2 separate regions of the Urocitellus parryii genome follow, and region 1 is linked to region 2. Evidence: chromatin contacts called from public Hi-C data. All regions are on one chromosome and are shown on one strand. Each heading gives the region's core, a stretch centred on a gene start, on an enhancer-like site or on the middle of the called end of the contact. The rest is flanking DNA. Distances are from core to core; before and after follow the strand shown. Region 1 holds the start of Chchd3 (coiled-coil-helix-coiled-coil-helix domain containing 3). Region 2 holds the start of Exoc4 (exocyst complex component 4).

Region 1 (2,715 bases), core at 175-2,674, 140 kb after region 2:
GAAGGGGAGATCCCAAAGAAATGAAAGATAATCCCTGGGAATTTTAGTTCCTTGTAGAGAAAAGATTTAAACATATTATATAATTTAAAAACAAGTGCAAAGTAGCATGTAGTCTCAAAACCGCAAAAGAACAAAATAATCTAGGTGCATATATGTTGAAAAGAACAAAATAATGAGATGTAATAAAAACTCTTCTATTGGCCACAAATATAGAAATGAAAAAGACAAAATCACATAAAGGTCTAAAAATTACAGATCAGCACAATTGAAGCTCAAAAATGTTAATGCTTTGTTGAATAACATAAGGAATGCCTTGGTATGTCATGGCTCTAATGTTGAAAGGGACCAACTGAAAATAGTACCATCATTCACCTAACATTTTCCTTCCCTTCCTTTTCTTTCCCTTTTTTGTGATCTGGGGATTGAATCTGAGGCCTTGCACATGATGCTACAAAGCTATGCCCCAGACCCATTCACCTAATTTCTAGAGAATACATCTGCCTCTGTAAGTCTAAGGTGATATGGCTAAATGTACATGTAGCAGAATGTTTAGAAAAAAATAATTAAATGTGTACAAAAATGACCTAAATATTAATTTGGTCTTGTAGAGGTGACATATGAAACTAGAAACTTTCCAAATAAATCATCTCAACTTGGTGTGATGTAGTTTTAGTCTCTCCACTAATTTATACCATCTTTGGCAAGCACTTAACTTTTCTCTGCCTAACCATATTATGGTCCACCTTATGTAACTGAAGTGAAGGAAGATACCCATGTTGAAAGTGAATGCTCTACTTGTTTGATGCAAAATTTTCCCCCGTTTTAAAAATTCCTATGCAGATATGAAAATCAGCATTAAAAATTGTACTTTATAGAAAGAAATAAAACAAGTATTTTATACAGTTCACGAGATAGGGACATTGGCCTATTTTTTTTTTTTTAATGGCTAAGACTAAAATATTCTAAATTTTGTGTCGGGGATTTGCATGTAGTATTTAAGAACAGCTCCATTAGGGGAGTGCATCGCTCATCCAACTTCAAATTTCTTAAAGAGAGAGTTTGTGTCTTTGAACTCACCAACTTCAGTTTCTAGATAATGTCTTTAAATCTCCATTGCTGGATGAATGAACTTCCTTGAAAGTTGACGAGTGACAAGGCTTTAGAGCTGCCAAGACTACAACTCCCAGAATGCCGTGCTTCCCTGGCACTCTGGAGACCGAGGCGAGTTCGCCCCAGCACCCATCGCGTCAGCTCGAGACTACAATTCCCAATACACTCAGGGGCTTCGGAAACCTTGTCAAATACCACCTGTTGCCATAGCATCCGGGTCCGGGCCAACCAATCATGGCTCTCCCGCTGAGTAGAGGCGGCCCTTTCGGATCTCCGACCAACACCAGGGGGTTTTGCTATGGCGCGTGACCGGAGGAGGCGGGAGCTCGGGACCGGCGCCTTCTCCTTGCTTTTTGGGGTCGTGGCCTTGCTCCTGCTGGGCAAGGGAAGTGTCCCGGCTCTTCCACCCGCGTGAGTGCGCGGGGGCCCTGAAGAACTCGTGGGTCCGCGCTAGGACTGCGGGGGCAGAAGCAGGAGCCATGGGTGGGACCGCCAGCACTCGCCGGGTCACCTTCGAGGCGGACGAGAATGAGAACATCACCGTGGTGAAGGGCATCCGGGTGAGTGTAGTGGGCGGGCGGAGGGCCAGCACTCCGACTGGGACCCCTGCGCCCCGAGGTCCCCGGGACCCGCTCCGCTGGGTGTCTCCCTGTCCCGCCCCCGTGTTTGTCCCACCCGAAGCCTGGCTCTCTGGGAAGAAGCCCGTAGTTTCCAGACTCGGGACGTTCATTCAGAAAGAGTTCCTGGTTGTGCGCCAAGTGCCAGGCACTGTGCGGGGCCGGGTGGGGCATGCCGGGTTGAACGGGACCCTCCAGGGCTCACCGCCTGGCCTGACCTGCACTGCTCACTAGTTGCAGGACTTTGGCACTCCCCGCGCCTGCCGTGGGACGGGTCACCCGTGTCTTACTGCTCCTGTATTCAGGACCCGAGCCCTGCATTCCCACGCCTACATCATCTCTCAGGGTGAATTGGCGTTTTAAGGATCACTTTAATTTGCTTTCTGACATTTAATGTTTTCCTTCGGATACCACCCCTTTCCCCATCTCACACACACACACACACACACACACACACACACACGCACCCCTCCCCCTTTCTCGCCTGCCTCTGTGACTTCTGACTCCTCCCTCCTTCACTTTCATCTGATATCTGGTTTTTCCCAGGAGCCTTCTCTGTGGCCTGCTGTGCCTACGTTTTTTGGACTAGTCCCAGTTACTTCAGGCCTACTGTCTGCCAGCCTGATGGGGGCTGAGATAGGTTGGAAATTCTCCAGGCCAGTAGAAGTTAATAGAGTCAGTTCTGACCGAGACGTTGTAAGGGAATTTTTTTATGCCCTCTGCATGTACTTGATACGTAAACTGAAAACTTGATTTTTCTCTAGGGTGTCAGTATACCAGCACTAACTTCATTAACACACTCTCCGCTGCACCTGAATTTGGAGCTTCACATTTTTGGAAGTATGATGCCTGAACGTAGTAAATAAAGCACTTTTGACTTCAGGAAAGTTTTATGATACTTTATATTTTTTCTTTCTCTGTTATTACACAGCCAGCTTTACAAAATTAAATGTGTGAATTCCTTTTAGCATTTGTTATTAGGAAATAA
Region 2 (2,700 bases), core at 74-2,573:
TGGGGAACTTAGACTGTCTCAAAACAAAATATTTTTAAAGTTAGGTTAGGGGGAAGCAGAGATATAGTTTAGTGGTAAAGCATCCCTGGGTTCAATACGCCATATTGCAAAAAATAAAATAATTAAAGTTTGATATATTCATTCAAATTGCTTAGTACTTATCAGACACTGATGAGTCCTGAGTTTTAAAAAGATGATCAGACCAAATTATGCGGTGTGCATATAAGAATATGTAACAACAAATCTCACTAATATGTATAATTATAGTGCACTGATGAAATGTTTTTTTAAATAAAAAGATGATCAGGACATTCCAGGAGCCCTCCAAGAACTCGAACAAAAGTTTAGCATAGGTCGGGGAAAGGAGCAGAAAGCGGTGTTCCTTTCATGGAAAATGACTGACTTGACATTCGAGTGCCAACAATGTAAAAACACGTCACGTTACTTCTAATTTGGGTTGTTTATAGTTATTGCCTGTATCATCCTTAACGGTACTCAATTTATTTCACTCTTTTAAAGACACAGGTTCCTAAAAGATTCCCTTTCCCACTCTCATCCTAACGTGGCAGGGAAGAGGATGCCTGAAGGAGAATTTGAAACTTGCTTCGTTTTGTTGTTAAGGAATAGACGGGTAGAAAGGCAGAAACGGGCACAACACAAATCGAAAACAGATGTGTGCCTTCAAACCCCAGCCCTTCTACCAGCCCACTGCCGGCCCTTGTACGTGGGGCTGAGGCCGTTCACAAGTGGTGGAAAGTGACCAGAGTTGGACAATCTGCAACTCGTGACAGTATTCTCCGGCCTTGCACCCAGAGTACAGGGAACAAGACGTCTTCCTCTGAGAGCTCTGCTAAATCAAGGTTTGATCAATGGATGAACACACCTTCACCTGGCTCTCTCCACCAACCCAAACTGCTTGCTCTTAGGGCCCAGGGAACCTAGAGGGCTCAGCCCCTACTGACTGTGAAGCGGGGCTCCTCCCTCTAGGCCCAGCCCCGGAGAAAAGTGGGGTACTGCTGGTGCTGAAAAGCGTGGAGCTGCTGGGGCCCTGGGAGGAGCTGGGGAGGCAGGGAGGAAAGGAAAAGGTCTGCGGGGTGGAACCCGGCGAACCCTTCTCCCTTCCACAGCGGAGATCGAGCCTCTGCCCCCGTCCCCTGACGCTGCCTCCTGCCTCCCTCACCTGATCACAGAGATGAGCAGCCCCGAAGGGTCTTTGCTTTTGCTGACTGTGCTTCTGTACTTCCCACCAGCTGCTTCTGCCGCCATCTTGGCACGGAGGGGAAGGCCGGTGGGCTTGACAGAACCAAGCCGGCCGAGCGTGAACTCCGTTGTTGACCCCGCTGAAGCCTCCACCAATGGGAGAAGGGAAGTCCAGAGGCGCGGAAGTGGGAAGTCCAATCACTGGGGCGAGGAGGCGGGACTCAGGCGGCAAGCCGTGAAGCCGAGGCTTGCGTTTTCGCGTTTAGCATTGTGGGAATTGTAGTTCTCGTTCTGCGGCTCAGGAAAACTTAACCAGGGCAACTTTGAGTCTTGCAAGGAGCAGCTTCTTTTATATCTATTCAGGCCTTTGGCTTTTTTCAGTATTCTTGCTTTCAGAATTTTAATAGTCTTTGAATCAAATATATCTGATGGCTTCAAAATGTGTAAACATATGTGTTTAAATGAAAGGGATTCCATGATGTCTATGAGCAAAGTTTTACTTCAAGCATAAAGTGATTTTTTAAAAAAATTCAATCAATGTGAGAATTAATAGAAATGTTTTCCTTGGTGTTTTCTAAAACTAAATGTTACTACATTCGTTTTATGTATAAGTCCAATTCTTTACAGTGTTCCTATATTTCCAGATTATCTGAAAATTCATGCAGGAATGTGCAAATCAATATTGATAAAGAAAAGAGGAAAACTGAAAAAAAAAAAAAAAAACTGACCAAATTGCAGATTCCTTTTCTTTCCAAGCTAAATAAATACAGGTAGTAATAGAACAAGTTTGTGGTTTTTTAGTTGTTTTACCACTAAGTTTATTATGTTTTCTACATTAACTCTACTGGCCTAGTCATTCATTCAGAACTCTAAATGAACACAGAGCCAGAATTAGAATGTTTCTGGAAAGTGAGTAGAGTGAGGAACAAGAATAATTGTTGAGAGGGAATAAGGAGATAAGTTGCTACTAGCAGAAGATGGAAGAGCTTCAGAGATGAACAGAAAGATAACTTACTTACCTCCTTGGGTTGTAGAGCACTTGATTCCAATTGTGCTATATATGGGTAATAAGAATTGTAATGCCACAATGGAATATTACTCAGCACTAAAAAATAAAAATATCATGGCATTTGCAGGGAAATGGATGGCATTAGAGCAGATTATGCCAAGTGAAGTTAGCCAATCCCAAAAAACAAATGCTGAATGTCTTCTCTGATACAAGGGAGGTGATTCAAAATAGGGTAGGGAGGAAAAGCATGAGAAGAAAATTACCTGTAGATAGGGAAGAGAGGTGGGAGGGAAAGGGAGGGAGAAGGGGAATTGCATGGAAGAGGGAAGGAGACCTTTGTTATACAGAATTCAGGTATGACAATATGAGGGGAAAAAAAAGAAGAAGTGTGTCACATTAGATTGGGTAGAGAGAAGTGATGGGAGGGGAGGGGAGGGGAGGGGAAGTGGGGAATGGAAGGACAGTAGAATAAAATAGACATTATTATTGCT

The links. A called contact is a pair of places that touch in the nucleus more often than the background predicts.
Region 1: a Hi-C map of muscle shows a contact between it and region 2, with 4 times the contacts expected there. The contact joins the promoter of Chchd3 here to the promoter of Exoc4 in region 2. A contact is called at or near these places in 2 of 2 Hi-C or Micro-C datasets (liver and muscle).

What each region holds. Positions count from the first base shown.
Region 1 is chr3:20,410,264-20,412,978 of mUroPar1.hap1, forward strand. It overlaps Chchd3 (coiled-coil-helix-coiled-coil-helix domain containing 3), which reads left to right and starts at 1,425. Exons shown (of 8, transcript XM_026392785.2): 1 at 1,425-1,670. The coding sequence starts at 1,590.
Region 2 is chr3:20,266,449-20,269,148 of mUroPar1.hap1, forward strand. Exoc4 (exocyst complex component 4) reads right to left here and starts at 1,324. Exons shown (of 18, transcript XM_026392784.2): 1 at 1,181-1,324. The coding sequence starts at 1,266.